Linked DNA regions of Mus musculus: regions 1 and 3 are each linked to region 2. A link is a contact called in public Hi-C and Micro-C data. All regions are on one chromosome and are shown on one strand. The core of a region is the stretch at or near the end of the contact, and the rest is flanking DNA. Distances in the headings are between cores, read along the strand shown.

The links. A called contact is a pair of places that touch in the nucleus more often than the background predicts.
Region 1: a Micro-C map of trophoblast stem cells shows a contact between it and region 2, with 4 times the contacts expected there. The contact joins the enhancer-like site here to the promoter of Tex26 in region 2. A contact is called at or near these places in 1 of 484 Hi-C or Micro-C datasets (trophoblast stem cells), 1 of 115 datasets of contacts at active chromatin or transcription factors (embryonic stem cells) and 3 of 9 other capture datasets (adipose tissue, liver and pancreatic islet).
Region 3: a Hi-C map of nephron progenitors shows a contact between it and region 2, with 4 times the contacts expected there. The contact joins the promoter of B3glct here to the promoter of Tex26 in region 2. A contact is called at or near these places in 2 of 39 promoter capture datasets (liver and neural stem cells), 1 of 484 Hi-C or Micro-C datasets (nephron progenitors), 1 of 115 datasets of contacts at active chromatin or transcription factors (embryonic stem cells) and 3 of 9 other capture datasets (adipose tissue, embryonic stem cells and liver).

Annotation. Positions count from the first base shown.
Region 1 is chr5:149,587,143-149,590,580 of GRCm38.p6, reverse strand. Wdr95 (WD40 repeat domain 95) reads right to left here. Exons shown (of 23, transcript NM_029440.3): 15 at 2,346-2,511. Among named protein-coding and RNA genes, the nearest start is that of Gm35763, 4.6 kb to the right of the region's middle. Within about 2 kb of position 1,415, at least 28 of the 459 cell types and tissues checked have an H3K27ac peak or open chromatin away from gene starts, as enhancers often do. A contact at or near this core is called in trophoblast stem cells, where this site is marked.
Region 2 is chr5:149,437,633-149,441,362 of GRCm38.p6, reverse strand. Tex26 (testis expressed 26) reads right to left here and starts at 1,703. Exons shown (of 7, transcript NM_029464.2): 1 at 1,576-1,703. The coding sequence starts at 1,636.
Region 3 is chr5:149,676,037-149,679,583 of GRCm38.p6, reverse strand. B3glct (beta-3-glucosyltransferase) reads right to left here and starts at 1,354. Exons shown (of 15, transcript NM_001081204.2): 1 at 1,205-1,354. The coding sequence starts at 1,247.

The sequences.
Region 1 (3,438 bases), core at 166-2,665, 150 kb before region 2:
AGTGCATCCCTGCACAACACCTCAGCTATGCCCATCTATCATGTAGAGATGACCTTCTTCACAGCGGAGACCACATGAGTCTCCTACATAAACCTTGCTGTGAAGGCTGAAGGGATTAATGACCCCAAAGCGCCTCTCTCAAAGTTCCTCAGCCTATGGCAGCTGTTAATGACGAGTCCTGTTTAATTCTCAAGTGTCAGCCTCCTGTTGATGCAAACAAGCAGACACTGCCTGTCTCTCAGGGTCAGTGTGAGCAGTAGATAAAATCAGCTTATGGGAAAATGGCTGACGGCAGAGCCAACCAGTGGGTGTCAACTGCTTTCCTATATAAACCTCCTCTGTCTCAGATGGGCTGACTTTCTTGAACTTTGGCCTGGTTGGGATCCCCTGGTTTCTCTCACAGTCAAATTCTTTTTGATGTGGAAGAGGAATTAGCAATCGCCTTTGGGCGGAAGAATGGAGCAGAAACCTTAGTGAGATGAGTCAGCAGAATAAAGACTTCACCCCCTCCAGCTTTGCAAGCCCTTTTCCCAGAGAGAACCATGGTTCTGCATGCAAGATGGCATCCCCTTCATCAAGGCCATGTGAGAAAGGCCACTGAGCTTTGGTGTGACTGTCAAGAAGCAGCCAGGTTACTCCTTCATGGAAGGGCATGCACACCGTGTGTGTGTGTGTGTGTGTGTGTGTGTGTGTGTGTGTGTGTGCGCCTGTGTGTGCACAGGAGAGGGCAAGTGCATGTGTGTGTGCAGTGTACATGTGTACGTGCCTCTGTGTGTGTGTGTGTGTGTGTGTGTGTGTGTGTGTGAAAATTCTACCTTGCGGAAGTGTTACTGTGGTGATGGCTGGGTTTGTGTTCCTGTAACAAAAGAGATTTTCAAAATGAGACTGCTTGCAGTCTACAGTAACCTGGAGCAGTGATCATTTCTGCAAACAGGGTTTTGCATCAGAATTGCTTCCTGAAGTGTCAGCCTCACATCCTAAGCCGGTGACTTTATTTTCATTTTAATGGCAAAGAAACTAAACTTCTGGAATGCAACGAACGCCCATCCCTTTCCTCCCTAAAGACTAAAAACAACAAACACAAAAAGAAACAGTTCAGTGTTCTCAGAGAGAGCTTTGGAGAATAATTTTTTTTAAACAAGTGGAGAAATGGGGATCAGGAGTTGACTTGGTGATGAGTCTGCAGGTCAGAGTTCCATTCTGATGCCAAGGTTGCCAGAGGCTCCACCGCCTATCCCCTCCAGGTGGCACTCAAGCTGACCACGTGACTTAACCATTATTATTATTTTTTTTAACTCGCTGGCTACCCACAGCTTGCCTCTGCATTAGGACCAGAAGCCCCTTAAGATCTTATACCTCTGACATCACTTCTCAGAGCCTAATGCACCTGGGAACAGCTCAGAAGTATTTTCTGGCTAAATGATTCAGAGGTTTTGTGTGTTTTGTTTTTAAATGCCTAAAGCCAGGGATCTAATCACCACTGGTGGTTCGATAAGGATTTGTAGCTTGGGCCTCAGGAAATGAAAGACCTTCCTCATTCTATGCCAAAACAATCAGCGTTCTGTGTCATCTCCTTTCCTGTGGCTCCAAAGCAGACAGCTGCTGCTTGAGAAGGAAGGGCTTGGGCCGCTAGGCGGGCAGGGGAAGGGAGGAAGCCTGTTTAACAACAGGCTATAGCCAGTGTCCCAGCCCTGCACACCCAGCAGTAAAACCAGAAGACATCTCAACTATGGTTGGGGCACCCCATTATTGTTTTGATGACCACCACGATCATTAGCAGATAGCAGACAGAGAAGACCCTGAAGAAACAGAGCCAGCCTCTCCCCCCAAAATTGGCAAGTGGTAGTGAAGTTTTGCAGTTGAATGCTTAAGTAGTAAGGAAGGATTGAGGTTGGAGATCTGTGGGTCACGGGCCACCAGAGGAGGCAGAGGATGGGTAGAGCATGGAGATCTTCCAGTCGGATGAGACATTGAGGGGGTGCTGCATGGGCTGAGCTGGGGGAGAAGGTTTAGTAGCAGGGTGGAAGATGCACATGGCAAGTGGATGGTGATGGAGAGAAAAAGTGGGAGAGGAAAGGGGTGCCAACATAGCCGCAGGGCTCAGTGGTCCAGCCTTCAGGTTGGGAGCAGATAAAGACCTCAAAGATACCGAGATAGACTTCTGTGGGCTGGGCTTTTGACAGGGAAGAGAACAGGAACAGATATGACACATGGCATGGACAGGAAGCAGGGGAGGGACGGACACGACACAAGGCCAGTCCCTCCCCAGCAAGTCATGGTCCAGAATGGAGACTCCTTTAAGGAGGGTCTGTGTACAGAGGCTATGGAACCTGCCCCTTACTTACCTTCTCTATGGTCCTGGCCATCCATGGGGCTGGGGGTGTTCAGCTTGCAGTACATGTGACCTGAGATGACATTCCAAACTATTATCTCTCCATCGTAACTGGAGGTGGCCAGAAGAAAAGGCGGGCACTGAGCCACACAGAGAATGTCCTCCTTGTGCCCATGGTTCTAAGAAAGAAAGACAGAGCTGAGAAATCAGACCCCAAACCAGTGGGTCATGGGCCACCAAAGGAGGTGGGGGTTGGGGACGGCGTGGAAGTCTGAGAACTTTCAGTCGGATGAGACATTGAGGGAATGCTGACTGGGCTGAGCTGAGGGAGAAGGCTTGTGGGGAGCAGGGGGCGGGGGATGGAGATGCGTGTGGTAGGGTTTAGGGATAATCCCAAATTAGGATAAATCCCAATTCAGGGATAATTTGATCTCTAAAGTCAGATGCGGAGGGGTTCTCTGGGACTTCTACCTCTTCATATGAGAACCCCTCTGTCTAGCAATCACTGTGTTGCAACATTTCCTGTTTGGCTATTGCCTGTCGAGGTCGAGCTCTCTAAGGGAACCGGTATGTCCTTATTCTGCCATTCTGCCATCAAGCAGGTTGTTGACAAGCGGCTCTAGCTCAGGCCGCAGTGGGTAAGGGGTGTAAGCTATGCTCTAAGGTTTGAGTTCCCGGAGAGAAAATGTCTATGTGTTGTATGGCTGTTTCACCTGTCAATTAAGAAGCCTATGACCTATGGCTTAGGCAGGAAATGGAAGGCGGGACATCTGGAAGTCAAAAGAATTCTGGGAGAGCCAGATGAGGGAAGATCTACCCAGGGAGATTCGAGGAGATAGATGTGTGGTACCTGAGTACAGATAACCAGCCACATGGCAGAATGTAGGTTAAAATAATTGGGTTATTTTAGTTATGATCCAATCAGAGTAGAGCCAAGGAATATATAAATGTATTTTGAGTCTGAGTCTTATTCCTAGAAGTGTGAGGCTGGGAGGAAGAACCCAGCCTAACTGCTACCGTTTCCCACCAGCCAGAAACCCACATGCCAGAGTAGAGTGAACCCCGGGACTCCCACTCCCCCCTCCCCGAGACATAACTGTGAATGG
Region 2 (3,730 bases), core at 454-2,953:
CCCGGCTATAACTTAATGTTTTAAGCCAGGACTCTGTGCTTTTGTATAGCAGCTGTGACAAGAGGACAATAGCCCAGGATTGCTCACTTATGCTCAGGAGTGACTCAACAGCAGGCATCAGCTGTCTCTTCTTTGGGGACAAAGATTAGAGATGACATATCTCACACTCTTCTTGGGAGGGTGACTTTAGCAGCAATGGAAGATGGGATTGTGGCTGTGACAGACCCAAGGCTGAAGGGGCAGATGACCCAGCAGGTGAGGGCTGAACAAAAGAGATCTGTAACCAATCAAGGGCTCCTTCTCTAACAGCCTGGGCCCTCTTCATTGTACTCTCAACTTCTGGAAGGTTCCAAGGAGGACAGGAAGGTGATTTTTGTCCACACTGAGGCACAGGGGCCTCTGGGCCATGCATGGAAACTGCCTGATCAAGAGCGGGATAGTTCAGTCTGAACATTTGGCATTGGGTACTGAGTGTAGACAGTAGAGTCCCTGGCAGTTTGTGCAGCACCGGAAGTCCTGGGGTACGTGATCAATTCCGTAAGAGGAGGAATCCTAACTCTTATCTGTTCCAGACAAGGAAGGAGACTACTGGCCTAGGAAAATACCTGACAGACAGAGTGTTTAGAAAAAGGGAAATGGAAATTAAGGAGTGCCCTTGGGGATCCTGGGAGCTTTTCCCTCCTCCATCTCCTGACCTCGCCGTCCTATAGAATCTGAAAACATTTAACATTTTTTTTAACTGAATACGCTCCTTCCCGCCCTCCCCCCTCACACACACACTCCAGCTTTCCACTCTTCGTTTACAGAGAACTAGATTGGAATGTAAACACCCACTTCATTGTTCTCTTAGGAGCATCATTCTAAAGAATCCTCACAGCCCCTTAGCCAGCTCGGCTAGACGGCTGCAGCCGGCCATTATTGCTCCGAAGGGATGGATACGCTGACTGTGCACTCAGTAATAATGCTACTCGAGTCGCAACTAACAGCCAGGGGAGGTGATGTCTCTTCACCAACGCAAAACGCTGAGCTGGTAAACCCGCTGCCGCCGCCGCAAGCAGAACCACAGAGCAAGGCTCTCCATCTGTCACCTGGCAGAGCGCCTTTGAAAAGGGCTCAGCTCCCAGCCCAGTCTGCAGACAGAGCAGCCCTGGCCGGCTGATCCCGCCCCTCCCCTCCCTCCCGCCCCACTGAATTTGCTGTTTGCGACTTAAAGAACCAGCCAGACTCCTTCTCTCCCTCCATTACGTCCCCAGTTCTGTTCATTTGTCTTCGGCTCTGTTGTCCTTGGAAGGACACTAGCTGTGGCTTTATCATGTCTCCTCAGGGGTTTCCTTAAGTATTTAAAGGGACACCCCAGAGTTTTAGAGAGGGGAGTATAAAGGGCTGGACAGGAGTGTGATTTTGGACAGCTGATCTTTCTCCCTGACTCACTTGCGCCTCCCTGCCATCTCTAAAAGCGAGGCAAACCTCTCACGATTGATGCCCTTGGGGAAAAAAAAACTGCCTTATTTAAAACAACTCCACCGCACACACAGCACACCACGCCCCGCAGACCCGCAGCGTGGGCAGTCTTACTTGACTGGAGCTTGGGGTCACATTGAGCAGGGCACGAAACCTTGTTCCTATACCGGGCCATCTTGTCCCAAAAGGTCGCCTTCCCGCCCTGACAAGGCAGTAGTACTCCGCTCTGCGCCCCACCCTCTGCGCGTGCCTTTGTGAAGCGTCGCTATGGAGACGCCTCAGTCTCCGCCCCTGGACCCAGAGGGTGAGCGCATCACGCTGATTCCTGACTTTCATGGAGTGCCCTAATCCAATAGTTCTCAACCTATGGACTACGACTCCTTGGGGGTGGGGGGTGTCGAACGAACTTTTCACAGGGGTCACCTAAGACCATCAGGAAACACAGATGTTACCATTATACATTACAATTCATAACCGTAGCAACATTACAGTTATGAAGTAGCCACCAAACAATTTGTAGTTGGGGGGGGGGTCACCACCACATGAGGAACTATATTAAAGGGTCGCAGCATTAGGAAGGTGGAGAGACACTGCTCTGGTCCTTGCAATACTATGCCATTGTTTTATGTATTGGCAAATACGAGCAAACTGGAAAAGGCTGGAAAAAAAAAGTTTATTTTAGCCTGGTATACTGGTGCTCACCGGTGATCCGAGAACTCAGGAGGCTAAGGCAGGAGCCCAACCCTGGAAAGAGATGCCTTGTCTCAAAATATTAAATACCCCGAATATTAAAAACCCAGAAGCAGACAGACAGACGCCCAACCGCAAATTTGTGTCCATTCATAATTTTCAATGTAAGCAAAATTGGGCAAGGTTGGCATGGAAATCTGTAGGACACAGCGACTACACTCAAGGATGAGAAAGATGTGGTATAAGGGAAAGGTAAAAGTTTCGGCATCAGGTCTGTGTGAGGTCAACCCAGAGCATCCTAAGCTAGTGTCTAGTTACTTCAGGGAAACATTGGGCACAGGCTAATTACGGAGAGTCCAGAGGGATAATGGATGCAGCAGGGTCATCCTCCACTACATAGTTTGTCCAGGGGCAGCCTGGGTTACACCAGACCTTATTTTTAATAAATACAAAAAATCCCAAACTATATTCCTAGTACCAATCATAGGATGCCACTTTGTTACTGTACACTGGCCGGCTGATCCTACCCACTTATACATGTTAGAGTGTGGCTTTTAATTTTTTTCCACTTGTGATCACACTGTGCCTGAGAAATTTTTATGCCAGCTAGAGTATATAAGGTATATAAGACAAATACACAGGTCACATGTTTATTGATAATGAACCATGAGGAGCTTTATTTTAAAAAGCAATTCATTGCTGTGCATACAATTTTACCATCTATGAAAGATATGAAGCAAATTTGCATATTAATGAGACGTCATATTATTGAGGTTGCATATTAATGAGATGACCTGTTTATCTTACATAAATAATTAAATCTCGGCTGAATAGGAGATGCTGAATATGAGACCATCTTCGGGGCTTTTCAGAATCCATCAATATTTTGGTTCCTATAATCACCAGTACTTGGAAGACCATTTTGGATAAATGCCTGGCACAAAAGGTCAGAAATGTGCTTAGGACCACTTCAAAAAACACTTGGAAGTTCTGCCCTGATCCCAAGCCAAAACTCACTTAAAATGTTTTTATAAAATTCAGGACAGCAAATCAAATAGCAATTAAAAAAAAAAAAAGAAAGAAAGGAGCATTCCTAAGTGAGACTCAAAGGGAAATGGGAAGGACTGCATCAAGGATCCCAGTTCTTTAGTGGGGATGTGGACAGCGTGTGTCAAAATGTCCACCATAGCTTTCTTCCGGGATACCATGACCTAGTCTTGTCTCTGTGGTCTAGCTGAATACCATAAACCCTGCATCCCTTTTATCTCGATGTAATACCCTGGTCTTCTTGTTCCGCTATACACAGTAACCTCACTCCTCTGTTCAACTCTATATAATAAACACTCTGAGCTTGCTTGATTTGATTTTGAATTACCAGTTAGCATTGAACATCCAGAAACCTTGTAGTGTTGTCAGATTGATTGATTGACTGATTATTGATTGTAGCTCTCTGGTTCACTTATGGGACCCCCTCACAACACAAGAAACTATGTATTAATCACTGACTGCAAAGGGTATTTCATGTTCATAATCTTGGCAACTGCCTGACTATTGGCCACATAGCAGGTTCTTAGTTACT
Region 3 (3,547 bases), core at 105-2,604, 240 kb before region 2:
TCCTCCCTCCCCTCCTTGCCCAACTGCATTAGGAGGAAGGCAGGCCAAGTTTGTAGGTTCCTAGGGAGTGGTACACAAAGAGAGGAGGTCTCTGGGAAATTGCAGGAGCTGAGGGTACAGGGTGGGGGTGACGCAAGGGATACGGGGAGGGGGGCGCGCCTTGGGGCGTGCTAATGGCTGTATCAGGGTTCTGTAAAGCTGGGTAGGGTCTCAAGGAACACACGATGGGATGCATGGAGTATTTAAGGCAAAACGGTGTGTGCTTGACTGGGGCGATGGGCGGGGGTGGGGGTGGGGTGTAGATAGTGGGACACCGGTCATGCACAGCAGGAGATCCAGGGTACATACGGAGGAGTGGGAAAAGGGGTGCCCATGGCCGAGTGCAGGTTGTCCACAACAGGAGGTACAGGGTGCACAGGGCGGAACACGGGGGATGCACAAGGTAGAGAGCGGGGTGCACACAGTGGGATGCGGGGTATGCACGGTGAGGTGGGATACGGTATTCAAGGTCGGGAGGGGTGAAACTTGGGATATGCACCTCCAGGCACTGGGAATGCACATGGAGGATCGAGGGGTGTGCACAAGGTGGGGCGCGGGGATGCACATCTAGGGGTATGGGATGCACAACTATGGGACCCATGAGTGCACAGCTGTGGGACACAGGGGCACACGGTAGAGAGCAGGGGGTGTACGGCCGGGCACGGAGTAAGCACAAGCAGAGGGTGCACACGGTGGGGCGCACGGAGTGTACACAGTGGGGCGCAGAGTGCACACGGCGGGCCGTGGCATGAATGCCGTGGGGCGTAGGATAGCTACGGTGGAGTGCGGAGTGCACACCGCGGAGCGCGGCAAGCATTCGGCGGGGCGCTGGGGGCGCACAGGGCGGGGTGCTCATAGTGGGGCGCGAGGTGTGCACCGCAGGGCGCACGGGCGGCGCGCAGGGGCGGGAAAGGCGCGGCCTCTTGTAAAGTTTCTAGCAGTTGCGCGGCTCTGGCTCCCGACCCGGCCGCGCCCTCCCCACCAGCCCGCGTGCCCCGGCGGAAGGAGGCGGAGATGGAGAGGGCGCGGGCCGAGGGTGGCGCCACTAGAGGGCGCTGCGGCCGGGACGGGGCGGGACGGGGCGGGCGGCAGCCGGAACCGCGCGGGGGTGGCCAGCAGCCCCGGGACTCCCTCCCCGCGCCCGCCCGGGCCGCTCGCTACTTACCCGCGGAGCAGCTGAACAGCGCCAGCAGCGCGGGAGGCCGCATCCCGGAGGCAGAGGCTCCGCGCCCTTCCCGGAGCCGAGCTGCGCGGACGCCCTGCGCGCCTGACCCTTCTCGCGCTCCCCTCCTCCTTCCCGGCGCCGCGCCGGCTCGGGCTGCGCCCTCTGGCGGCCGGGATCGGGAGCGCCCCGGTGTACGCTCGCAACCGGCGCGGTTGTAGGTGGTCCTGCTGCCCAGCTGGACCGCGCCCTCCTCTGGGCATCTGACCTCAGAGCTTCTTTTCTGACCCTCTGACAAACTCTGCCGTCATGCCCTTCGCTTCCCAGAACTTCTTTCCCCATCCCTAGCAGTAGATCACCCTTACTGTCCTCAAAGTGAAGGAAGAAGGATCGTTTTTTTCTTCCCTGCTAATGGACTATCTTCAGTTTTTATAAAAAGCAAAATCGATAATTCAACTCTTAATATTGTTGGCACCGATGTTCTACTTTGATGAAGGTGTTTTTAATCAGCTCAACTAATTTACTTAATATCCTCTTCTTAAATGGAATTTGATTAATAGCTTTGGCCCGGAGTTTTGCTCTTAATAGATGTTGGTGTAAAGCTAAATTTTTATTAATGTTATTTTGAGTGTTCACTGTGATGGAAGAGAGAGGGTATTCAAGATACTTGATGAAAATGAATCAATTAAGAACACAGAGAAGAGTGAGGTGGAAAAGTCACATAAGCAGAGTTCCTTCCAGCACAGAATCCTGAAGGGTCTCCCTCCCACCCTGGAAGAGTTCCACCTGAGGACCTTACAGTTACATTGTAGTGAACCAAAGAGGGAAACAATTACAGGGAAGAATTAGAGGGACCCTTCCCAGAAACACAGTTTCTCCTGCATCTCCAAGGATGTAAAAAAGACTGACTGAGCAACCCTGGCTTGTGTTTAGATGATGCGAGGCTAGAGGGCAGCTAGAGTTGCCTTTCAGCCACTGTGGTCACAGGACAAATGACTCACCGAACATCTCCCCCAACCACAGGTAGTAAAACTCTAGGGCAAGCCTGCTCATAAAGACTTTGGCAGTCATATTTCTTAGTTTCTGTGTGTTTCTTGTTGACTGGTGCCAGTCTCTTGACTGATGAAGACCAGCGCTACAGTTTTTCCAAATTCTTGGTTGGCTGCTTTAACTCCTTGGGCTTTCTTGGGAAGTTCTAAAGCTGATAGACAGTTTCCCATTGCTAAAGTTTTCTAGCATTCTCCTAGGAAATATTCCTTCCCTTTGTTAGACACCGTACCTATAAACAAGATGTAAATAGAGAGAAAAATCTAGTAGCCAAGTAACACAACTGAGGACCCTACTTTGGTAGCAAACAACTTTGAGGGCTTAGTGGATCAGACTTTTCATTGAAATTATCCTGGAAGGATGGAGAGGTGACTCAGTGATTAAGACCATGTACTACTCTCCTGGAGGGCCTGAGTTCCATTCCTACATCCACATTTGTTGGCTTATGACTGCCAGTAACTCAAACTCCAGAGTGGCCGATCCGATGATCCATCTGATGCCTCTGGCTTCTGCAGATACTGGCATCTCACGCACAGGCCTACACATAGGGTTACACATCTGCACATAAGTAAAAGTCAATCAAATACAAATTTTTAATTGAAATTTTCATCATGATCCAACATGACTGTATTCCAGGAGGAGTGTAGGAGATTGGACGGTAAGGGCGAGAGCCCATCCTTTAAGTAATAAACTTGCCTGTCTTCAGCATCTTCACAGAGGACAATGACAAATGACACATCACACAGCTCCATGACTCAAGTTTGAGGAAAGGACTGCCTTTCTGTGATTCTGGCCATATGATAAATAGACTCCCTGGGCGTCCTCCCCCATCACTAGGAGAAAAAGCTCTCAAAGCCAACCTGCTCGAAGTGGTACTGACAGACACACAATGAGGCTTGCCTGTGACACCCACTGTGAGGGGACAGTTTCCCACAGGAGAAAAATAAATCTCAGTTACTCCAAGAGAGTAACATGAGGAACAGCGGGCCATAGCTCCATTCCCATGGGATCCTCACCTCTTCATCTGAGTCGTCACCACCGTGCTAGTTTCTAGGACTGTCCAACTTTCCTTGTTTAAGGATAGGGTGAGAAGCCCCAGCTAGTACAAGCTATCTCCTGTCAAGAACCTCACAGAGAAAAAGATCAGACAGGCTGGTGGTTTTTAAAATTATTAAAATGTAAGTAACTTAAAGCAATCTGTACAACTACCCAAGGAAAACAACATAAGTACATATCCATACAGTCATTGGTAGCCAACCGTCTAATTAGCAACTTCTTTATGAATAGATGGTTTGTGAT